2 separate regions of the Mus musculus genome follow, and region 1 is linked to region 2. Evidence: chromatin contacts called from public Hi-C data. All regions are on one chromosome and are shown on one strand. Each heading gives the region's core, a stretch centred on a gene start, on an enhancer-like site or on the middle of the called end of the contact. The rest is flanking DNA. Distances are from core to core; before and after follow the strand shown. Region 1 overlaps Tafa4 (TAFA chemokine like family member 4). Region 2 overlaps AY512915 (cDNA sequence AY512915).

The links. A called contact is a pair of places that touch in the nucleus more often than the background predicts.
Region 1: a contact with region 2 is called in a Hi-C map of the N1E-115 cell line, with 2.9 times the contacts expected there. The contact joins two enhancer-like sites. A contact is called at or near these places in 17 of 39 promoter capture datasets (the 3T3-L1 cell line, 3T3-L1-derived adipocytes, the C10 cell line and 12 more) and 1 of 484 Hi-C or Micro-C datasets (the N1E-115 cell line).

The regions. Positions count from the first base shown.
Region 1 is chr6:96,989,739-96,995,517 of GRCm38.p6, forward strand. All of the region lies in intron 3 of Tafa4 (TAFA chemokine like family member 4), which reads right to left. Among named protein-coding and RNA genes, the nearest start is that of Tafa4, 68 kb to the right of the region's middle. Within about 2 kb of position 1,508, at least 3 of the 459 cell types and tissues checked have an H3K27ac peak or open chromatin away from gene starts, as enhancers often do. A contact at or near this core is called in the N1E-115 cell line, where this site is marked.
Region 2 is chr6:95,323,567-95,329,203 of GRCm38.p6, forward strand. It overlaps AY512915 (cDNA sequence AY512915), which reads right to left. Exons shown (of 4, transcript NR_033559.1): 2 at 3,841-3,978. Among named protein-coding and RNA genes, the nearest start is that of AY512915, 7.6 kb to the right of the region's middle. Within about 2 kb of position 3,810, at least 1 of the 459 cell types and tissues checked has an H3K27ac peak or open chromatin away from gene starts, as enhancers often do. A contact at or near this core is called in the N1E-115 cell line, where this site is marked.

The sequences.
Region 1 (5,779 bases), core at 258-2,757, 1.7 Mb after region 2:
TGATGCTCTCCCTGGCATGGCATGAACCCTCTGAAACAGCAATACAAAGGAAATATTTCTTCCCCAAGTGGTTTTGGTCAAGTATGTTGCCACCATGGCACAAAAGTAACTGGCATAAGAGTATGCTGCATTTCTATTGAAGGTCACTGCAATTTCCTTATGTGCAGATAAATGCATGTAAGATTATGGAGAAGTAATGAGTTGAGAGCCATACACTGGGAAATGCGCACTCAACATCCCTTATCCCCACATGTCTTACTACCAGAAATAAGACTTTTGTGACCCCATTTTAACCAATGAATATTTTAACGGGTGTTAGTGAACAGGGCTTCCATGACACTCTTGTGTTCTTGACACAAAGGACCAGACTCACCTAACATGAACTTTCTTCCTCTGTCTGCCTTTATCTTTCTAGCCTGGAAAACAGGTACAAGATCTAGAGCCAGAGTGGCCATCCTGCCACCAGTGGAACACAGGTCTTCAACTAGGATAAAGAGACAAAAAGAAGCCAAGATGTGGCTTCTTGAACAGTTGGGCCAGTCTCCAAACTTCTTGTTCTGAGAGAAAAATAGGCTACCCTGGCTAAATGACTTAGTAGGTCCTTGGTAAATGAAAGAAATCCTAACTAATTAATACACCAGACTACACTGTGGGGATATCTGAGAAGAAAGTAGTTGCAGACTTAAGTTGGCTTTATCTGTCCTTAAAATATGTTTTAGCTAGGAATTTTTTATGATAATCCCTCATGTTTTCATTCATATCAGAGGGCCAATGTCTTACATAGCACTAAATTAGTTATTCATCTTATCACTTTAACAAAATACTTCCCAGAAGCAACTTAAAGACAGAAGGGTTTGTTCTGCCTCTCAGTTTCGTAGCACTCAGTCCATCCTGGTGGCAAAGGCACGATGGTAAGACACAAATAAACTCGATAAGGAACCATGATAGGCCTTCCCAATGGCACTGTTCCTAAACACATGTACCTTAGTCTAACTCTTCCCTCTTAAAAAAGAAAGAAGAAAGAAAGAAAGAAAGAAAGAAAGAAAGAAAGAAAGAAAGAAAGAAAGCGAGAGAGAGTGAGAAAGAAAGAAAGAAAGAAAGAAAGAAAGAAAGAAAGAAAGAAAGAAAGAAAGAAAGAAAGGAAGGAAGGAAGGAAGGAAGGAAGGAAGGAAGGAAGGAAGGAAGGAAGGAAGGAAGGAAAAGAAAAGAAATCCAGGTGTCTCCCAGAAATTTCTTTTGGCCTATATTTGTTCTGCACTCTCAGGCTACATTTTCACCCCATTGGGCAGTATCCTCAGATTACAGACTTTATGACTTCTGTAGACTGCGTGAGTAGCAGTCACTAAGTGAATCTCCAAACAATGTTGGCGAGGAAAGATACACTCAACGAGAAAACACATTTTGTAGGTGCCACGCCCACTGCTGGCTCACCAGTCATTACAGAGAAGGCCACTAGACCTGAGTCATAACTCCCACAATCTATGGGCTAAGCAAGAACAATAATTATTTCCTACTCCTGCATGGGGAATTGCAGGAATGAAGCAACACAGTAAGAAGCTCGTTGCTGGTACAGCATCGTGGTACACAGATCAGAAGTCGGTGAGCTCTGCCTGGGAAGAAGCTGCTGAGTCTGGGATGTGCTGGGGCATACTAGCCGAGCATCCTTGATTCCAACACAGAATCAGGTGTCTGGGCCTCCGGACAAACATAAGATAACAGTAGTCCTTCAGGGTTGGACAGGAGTCAAATGAGACCACATGGAAGGTAGAGGACCTCCTCCATGCCTGTTATAGTATTCAAGATATTAAACACATCATGTTTTCCTGAGTTAGACTTCTTCTTGAATCAGACTTAACTTTATCCTGAGCATCATACTCACCGTCATGTGTTCACAGCGTGACAATCCTATTGTGCTTCTTAGCAGCATCCAGAGATCTCTGCCAGTCTGTGGAAATTGACAGACTGCACATGGACAGAGAGGAAGATACAAAGCTACCTGGGTGGCACTAATATCAAACTGCATTAGAGGTCCAGAGGACCACACCCTCTTCTACTAAAGATGGATTCACTGAGCACAATAAGCACACAGGGAGCTTTGCAGACATGGAAAAACAATGCCTATTCAGTAAGATGTAAAGTTAATTTGGAAAGAGAAGCAGGAAATGAGGTTAGATGTCAGCTAATGAGGAGCCATGGCTGGCAACCTTGAGTCATTCTGATAATGCTCTTAATTGCCATCAAAATCATTTCCAATCACTGGAATTAAAAATGGCTCTAAAAACAACATGACTGTTCTGATGACTTATCATCACAGAACTGTATGTTAACCAAAGATGCATTGTGGAAAGCAAGCACTTCTTCCGTAGTTAATGTTAGAGTTCACTGCCTGCATGCTCCTGGGATTAAGAGCCCTCAGAAATACTGTTCTGTGTCAGCACTAACTAGCTCCTCAAGCTAATATCCTTTAAAAGAAGAAAAGAAAGAGTAGGGGAGAGTCCTCTTAGCTAAAGAAGTACAACACATTACTTGATTCTAGTTAAGGGGGACGCAATGGCTACAGACCAATTTGTCTCCATCTCATCTCATCACCCATTCATTTCTATCTGACTCCTGATTCTCCGTTTGCTCATCAAATACCAAACAGCACCTCCACTACGCCACTGTCCCCAGTGAGTAGAGGTCCATTTCCCCCCAGTCTGCCGAAGAAAGGAATCTCCACTCTAAGTGATTTGTTTCATATTAAAGATGTGAGGGTCGCTTATGTGAACAGGGTGTTTGGGAGGAGACATTCGTCTCCCTGTTTTGAAAGGTATCAAGGCAGGATAGTGTCTATTGGTTATCACATTTTCCCTTGTGTTAATGCTAAAATAACGACTGACTGCACTATCAAGCCAATGCATGAGCTATCTTATTGTCTGCCTCTATGAGACAAAAATGTTCCTCCTCACCTTTCTCAGCAGATGGGGAATAAAAGAGAAAGCACACTTCTTATTTTCCCTGCGTCTTGCTTTTCCTACTTCTGTAACAACATGTCAGACAAAAGCAACTTAAGGAAGGCTTTGTGGGGTCACAGTCCTTCCTGGGGCACAAGCAGGAGGTAGCTGTCATGTGCTATCCATGTCACAAAGCAGAGGGAGAAGGATGCTGGTCCTCAGATGTCTTTCTCCTCTACAGTTTTGTTGTTGTTTGTTATTGTTGTTGCTGTTGTTTTGTCATATTTTGTATTTTATTACTTCTCCAATTCTAACTCATGGAGTGATCCTGCTCGCACTCAGTGTGGGCCTTCTCTCCTCAGCTAAAGCTCTCTGGAAACACCCTCATAATAAAAGGTGTTTGCCTTAGTCAGGGTTTTAATTGCTGTGAACAGACACCGTGACCAATGCAACTCTTATAAGGACAACATGTAATTAGGGCTGGCTTACAGGTTCAGAGGTTCAGGCCATTATCATCAAGGCGGGAACATGGCAGTGTCCAGGCAGGCATGGTGCAGGAGGAGCTAAGAGTTCTACATCTTCATCTGAAGGCTGCTGGCAGAATACTAGCTTCCAGGCAGTTAGGATGAGGGTTTTAAAGCCCACACCCATAGTGACACACCTACCCCAACAAGGCCACACCTACTCCAACAGGGCTACACCTTCTAATAGTGGCACTCCCAGGGTCAAGCATATACAAACCACCACAGTGTGTCTCCTAGATGATCCTCAATCCTGTTGTCATTCAAAACTGACTGACCATCACTCTTACCAGCAGAAGTTTTGATTTCAACCAATGAAAATTCATTTGTAATCTAAGAAAAGGTTTGTCATCTACTCAGAGCGGTATGTGTTCATGCGTGCCAGTGCCGAGCAGATATGAAACTATTCAGATGCCAATGGAATCTCTACCACAAACAAGCCAGGGAAGCACCAGTGTTGGGAATCATTCATTCAGAGAGGAGTCACATCCATATCACACAGCAGGCAGAACCAGCACTTGAATCCTAAGCTTGATCCAGGATCCCAGAATTGGAACCATCCTTGATATAAAGTAATAAAGATACCTGAAACTCAGAACAAAATCTTCTAGTTATTTTTACCTTCAGTCAAAGCTCTCAAACTCAGTTGCCTCTACTGTTAGGTCAAGGAGGTCAACAAAATAAGGAGAACAAGCCAGATGAAGATACAGAGGATGAAAACAGTCCCTTCCTAGGGTTGGGGAGCCAGCACTCAGCTATGGCAGAGGCTGTGAATGAAAAGAGCCTAGAGTTGGTCCACATCTAGACTTTTATGAGAAATTCTAGGATTTTTCAAGCAATTCAGCCAACTTAAAAAAACAGCCCTGAACAAAGTGTATTATATGCGCATGCGAAAATGTCACATTGAAGCCCATTATTTGAAACAATGTTCTCTAATGAAAATCTATTTTAAAAATCATGACCAGGGATACCAAGGAGATAGCTCTGCTGCAGAGCATGACCCACGTAAGAAGCCAGGCATGTGCACACGTGAGCCTGTACTGCCAGTGTCCTGTGCGGCAGGAACTGGAAGACCTAATTCTCTGCAGCTTGCTGCCCCACAGCCTAGCTCCAGAGTCAGTGAGAGACTCTGTCTCCAGGGAGCAATAGTGTGACAGAAGAGGTACCCAGTGCCCTCTTCTTTTTCCCTGTGCCACCTACATATGTGTAACACAGATATATGTACACATACACAATCACACACAAAGACATATAGACACGCATGTATAAACACATGCATACATACACATACACACAGATATACTCACAGATAGACATATACACAGTCACACACACCGATATACATAGACACACACACACAGATGGACACACATATGGACACACACAGTCACACAAACAGACAGACACACACACATAGAGATACACAGAGATACTCACATACACACACACAAAACATACACACCATGAATATAATCCAAATCTGACCAAGTTCATACATAGGTCCAAATTACTCATGAGCACCCACTCTGAGACCTTTGCTTCAAGGTATGCCTTAGAGTTTAGGCAGAAAATGCATCCCTGGAATAAACAGTAATATCATATCTCGCTGCAAATGTCCTAAACACTTGTGGAAATCTTAGCTCCGGCCCCATCGCCATTCCCTAGAGACACTTAACCGACTCCTGCATCCGTGCCTTTGACTGCAAAGCATTTCTTTGGTCAGGTAGAAAATGACCTTGCTGATTCTATTTATTATTTAACAGAACTCAGTCTTGAAATCCCTGTCATAATCCATAATAAAGCAGAGAGAGCAAAGCTTAATCGGCCGTAAATGTACAATAGTTAGCATTCACCATAAAAGGCTAATAATAATTCCAGAATGCCATCTCTCTTCCTGGCCTTTTGACCAAGTTGGTTAATGGACTGAGACTCAGGAAATAATGAAAATAATTTAGGCTGAGAAGTTACCAGCCACACGCCAACCTTGGAGGGAATCACAGTGCTGCAGTGGCGGTGGCCCCAAGACTGTGGCCCGTGGAACAAGTCTAGTGGAGAGAGAGACTGTCCAGTGTGGACACACTAAATGCTCTAAAAAGCAGAGGCTAATATTTGAAATGCAAGTAACAAACAGTTATCTGGAGAGAGAACTCAGTCAGTAGAGTGTTTGCGTGGCAAGCATGGGGGCCCAAGTTTGATCCTCTAAAACCCATTTGAAAAAACAGACATGTGGGTTGCGGCAGTGGAGACAGGGGAGCCTCTTTGGTTCAGTGGGCAGCCAGGCTAACCTATTTGATGAGTACCAGGTCATGAGATAACCCAACTCAA
Region 2 (5,637 bases), core at 2,560-5,059:
TTCTCCAAGTTGTGTCTGTCGGGCATTTTGTTACAGTGACCCATAAAATGAATCTCTCAGAGAAGCAGCTTTCAAAGAGGCATAGACTACAGTTGTCTCTAGGCCTAGCCTGCCACTGCGAGGGTCAAGAGGGTGGACATTGCTCAGAGCCAATCAGCTCCAGTCATGGAAGCATCACCCCGAGGGTGCCTGGGAAATAGTCTGCCCAGGTTACTCGGTACTTATGGAAGACTGAAACCCAGAATTAAGTATCTTTCCTCTTCTTTCAGGATCCCTCCAGTCTCTTATTTTGATAAAAACCTCACATTCTGCTAGCTAGCTGAGAGAAATGTTTACAGGGTTTAGCAAGTATATCACAGAAGCAATATGCAGAAGATGTTGGAGCTGAGAGAAAAGAAGGTGTTAACTAGCAAAGCACATATCTGAAGCTGCTGAGCCATGTAGAATATTTGGTGCTATGAGCCAGTCAGGTGGCTTAGCTGAGAAAGGTGCTGTTGCTAAGCTTGATGATCTAAATTTGATCTTCAGGTCCCAACTTAAGCAAATCATTTTCTGACCTCTATCTGTGCATGGAGGGGGAGGTGTAAACCCACATACACGTACATACACATGATAAATAGATAAATGTTTGAAAGTTAACACTCTATGGCACACTTCTTTTGAGAATGCGTCTGTCTATTCTGTTGTCCTTATAAGTAATTGAGAATGCTCATAGTGTGCATGTCTGTGTGCGTGAGTGTGTGTATGTGTGTATTCATTCCTTCTTCTGACACCATTGCACTTAAATCTTGCAAGTGTGTATGAGAGATGATATATACAAGTGCTGTTCAAGGAAAGAGCCCTATAAATTTCATGAAACCAAGAGTTTCATTCAGTGTTCTGCCAGTATAATGCTTCACACTCAGGAGACACTGTCAAATATTTAGTGAGTGAATAAAGGAGTGTGTCAGTGAATCCTGCTTAGCTACCTGATGGGAATGGGTGATGCTATGACAGCAAATAACTCTGGAAGCCACCCTACTAGTTTGAAAATCACTGATTGGTGATGTGGTGGTGTGGAGTAGAAAAACTTGATACATCATGGGTTGAAAACTCTAGACTTATCATTTTATGTACCAAAGACTAGAGAGAGACCACTATCTTAACCTGGCAAAGTGTCTCCTGGCTGGCTCACAGATACTACACTACTTCCTGATTGGCCCTAAGTGGAATGTGACTCCCCTAAAGCTGTGACTGACCATCATATCTGAGGCGCCCTTACCACTCTAGTATTCAAATTAGCCTTTGCCATGGTGGTCCCCAAACTTTGCTTCTCAATAAATACTATTAATTAAGCAAAGTGACACTGGCAAGAGGCGATGTGGATAAATAAAAAGAACAGAATTGAGAAACCAGAACTAATAATCAAGTGATTTCAGACAAATATAGCAGGGTAAGTCAATAGGAAAGAAAATACACAAACACATGCTTAACCCATCACAATCCTCAGTATTAGAGTTGAAGCTATAAATATAACCAAAACTTTCTGTGGTTTTGTGTAAAGTAAAGAGCTATTATATATAGTATCAAAAGCACAAACTACAAAAAAAAAAAAAAAGAAAAGAAAATCAGGATAAACAGGATTTTGTTAAAATTCAAACCCTCTGTACTTCAGAGAATATCACTAGGAAAATGGAGAGAAAAATGAGAGAATTTCTCAAAGATCAATGTCTGACAAAAGATATGTCCATAGTATCTTACAACTAAAAAGGTCCCAATTAAAGATAAGCAAAATATGTGAATAGACATTCACCAAGTAAGATTTATAAGTCGTTAATAGACACATGAAAAATGACCAACACCATAAGACACTGGGGATTTGACAATCTTAACACAGCCAGGAGAGCATCAATAGCCACAAAAACTGGCCACCATGTTGATGGACGTGTGGAGAGGGACCTCATGGATTGCTGGTAGGAGAAAAATCACTTGGTGAGCCCTTAAAGAACAATATACAGCTGCCCTGTGACTCAGCAAATCCACTCTTAGTGAGAATGCATGTCTGAATAGAGGCTTCCATGTCAATGTTCAAAACAATTGCACGTCCAACAGGAGAAAATAATTTTTATATCGGTTAGTTGGTGAATGCATAGACAATAGGAACACCCACATGACAGAATTGGTCAAGAAATAAAGTAGAATTGACAAAGTACTAATGCATGCTGCAATGTGGCTGCAGCTCCCAAAATATTATAAGTTAACAAGCAATCAGCCATGAAGACAACATATTTGCACGATTTCACTTATCCCTAGGATCTGTAAAAATGAAATCCATAGAAACAAGCGTCAGCAATTCCTTGATGCTGAGAAAGGGAACACAGGTGCAAAATAAGTGTGATGGGCATAGAATGATAGAATCATGTTAAGGTGTGACTTAGTGATTGTGTATGTATGATAAAATTGTTTAATTGTTCACAGAAAGTGTGTGGCCCGGGAGCCATGGAATGAGGAGGTTCAGACCTGGAGCAAGAGTAGGGTTAAGGCATGTCCAAACCCTGGAAATCTCATCCTGACATCAGCAGGAGTAGGCTCTTTCCCCCTGTACTGGACCAGCATGTCCTGGCACATGTAGCCCTTGCCACCAACACTTACCCCACCAGAAGAGGTCACACAGACAGTACCCAGGTTAAACTTCTTCCCCCTAATAAGGTCATGTCCAGCAGCACCTGGCATTCCTTCTTATGCAAATGAAACATCCCAGGCCCATGGCCCAAGCCAATGATGTGTACTCACCCTTAAAGCCCCTACCCCATGTCCAAAGGTTTAAATAACCTTGGTTCACTCAATAAACTGAACCAGTTCTCTGAAGCTGCTCCTGGGTGTGTGTTCTTTGGCCAGCCAAGATCCTCTGGGGACCCACTCATCTAAGTTTCTCTCACTCCAGTCCAGCCCTGTGCTCAACAGGCCTGGCTACTTCGAAGGAGAGAAGCGAACACAGGATAGAAATGAAGTATAGAACAAAATGAATGGGATCAATTAGAAATGAATTCCAAACATTTTCCTCCCTGTAGCTAATAGAGCTCTGGTACCCAAAGGGTGGGAGCTTTGATGCATGAATGAACTTGCTAACACATAGAAACAACTCCATTAGTAGCATTACAATTGCAGCCACATTGTTTAATATCATTGTCTACTTCGTAGGAACACAGAGATGAACAAAGCCATCACCTCGCTTGTCCTCTGCAAGACTTATGCTTTACGGTTGCAAATAGCCATTAACCAACCATAGAGAGGTTGGCCAGGCTTACAGGTTACCGTAACACATCACCTTTCTTCTTCTCTCTGTACATTTACTGATTATTTTCCTAGTTATTTTTGGAGGAGTAGGGGAAGCCAAGGTTTCCTGCTAATGTCAGACCTGGGGTCAAATGCAAGTCCCCTGAAGCACAACCTCACCATCAAACTCGAATACCCTTCCTGCTGCCTGGGGTCTGATTTCATGTGGGTTACACCTCAGCGAAGGCACAGAGCAGGATGTCTAATAGTTCCTAACTTTTGTCCATTCAAATGTTCTGGGGACAGAAATCCCTGTGGACAACTAGAGCTTATTCCACTGAGCACTATGAGCAGAATAAGCTTCAAAGAATTGTCCCAACAGAGGCTAAGATGCTATAGTATTTTCTACTGGCCTCCTGCCTTTCTCTGGCTGAAGGCTTCTTTGAGAGCTGTTACCCCTCAAGGTTTAGGCTTGTCAAGTATGGTCTTTTAATTGGGAAGGGGGTAGGTGAGAGTTAGAGGATTTCTGGTGTTTCAAAGTGAGCAGTTTTCCATAGGAAGGTGGGAAGATGACTTCTGGCTTACCTTGGGCATGGGACCGTGCTTCTTAGTGGATCAATGAAGCCAAACCTTGGAAGACTGAGATATTCTCGTCCTGAGAGTTTCTGGTGAATCACAGAAAAACAAGTTTGCTTCCAAGAGTCCAGGCCAGTAGCTGAAGGCCTGGAGAGAGAAAAAAATTGAATTGAAAGGAAATGACATTTCATTTATCTTGCCATCTACTCTGATGGCCACCTTCTAAAGGAGAGGGGGGGAGAGAGAGAGAGAGAGAGAGAGAGAGAGAGAGAGAGAGAAAGAGAGCGAGCCAGCCAGTGAATCAGACCCAGATCTCGGCTAATAAATAACGTTGCAGTTTAGCAGATTCAGCCGGAAGCCGTACTTCAGGTACATGCTTGTGGATATGCAGCGTATGGGGGAGGAGAGGTGAAGCTGTCCATTCTGAGTACACACTGGATGCCCAGAACCCAGCCCACTGATAGGCAGTTACTACCCAGATCGAAATCAGCCAAGCTGTCCTATCATTTCAATGTGGCAATCTTCCCAGTTAAGGTCTTTGGTGGCAAATCAAATATTCTATTATATTATTTTCCAATTTCAGTCATTTCCCCAGCTGGGCTCTCAAGTGGTATATTTCCCAAAGTTCAGTAGCACTGTCTGACTCACCATCTGCCTTGATGGCCTGACATACCAGACATTGACTTGAGAACCAACATATATACGGCCCAAGGACACCATCCAGCTCTGGTTTATGGCACCTGAGGGGCTGTGAAACCACAGAAGTCTTAACCCAGATGAACACCCTGCTGGATCTATGAGAGAACCACCTCTCCAGAATTGCTGGGGGTTCTTCACCATTTGCTAGGTGAATGCAAATTATGTTCACCTGAGAAATTTCACTGTCTCCCATTCTCCGATGACTAATAAGACAATTTGGCCTTTTCCAGTCTGGCTCTGCAGCATCTGTAAGACACTGAAGGCACTTACACGCAGCATTTTAGCACCAATTCAATCTGATTAGGTGTGCTGTCAATGATTGGGCCTTGAATCCTAAGCAGGTGGTTTGTTTTCTACCCTAGCTGCCTCCCTAGCTCTCCTGTGAATCATTACCTAAATTTTAGGGAGCCGAATTTAAGAATAACTCATGTTCTTTAAGAGGCACAACAAGGAAGGGACACAGCTGGAGCCGGAATTTTGCAGCTCTCTTAGGAGCTAGCCTGGAATCACTGAAAAGGACTGGAGCCAAATATTCTGCACCCATTATCCAGGGTGATGGAAAATGATTAGTACATAGCAAAACCATGGCAACCTTCAAATTCTAGCAAGCCCCTGATCCCAGCTCCCTGTGAACTTGCTCAGTCCCAGCTTCTCTCAACACTCATGTCACTAATTGGTGACACAATTCCCTCTCCATCAGTTCCTGCACTCCAATCCTGCAGTCTGCTGATTGGCTCCTGGAGGAGTAGATCTGGGTGTACAGAGGGAAAAAGAAGAGAGAACAAAAGAGGTGAGATGAAGATGTAACTCAGCCAATCACCTTAGGAAATACAAGATGGACTCTCTGAGCACAGTAACTGACATTTGGACCTACAAAGGCCTGAGAAACAGGGAGTAGCCAGACTGAAAGTCTTTGGGACTGATACAAACTAGCAATCAGGGCAATTCTCACTTTGGTGAACAGACACTTTAGTCACTGAATCACACCATCCTAGAACTGAAGGGCTGGAGAACTGACCTGGCATGTCCCCCTTCCAACCAAGGAGTTACCTCTCCCACTCTTAGGACAGGAGGCTGCTGCTCCTTTAAGCAAAGGTGTCAGGTTCA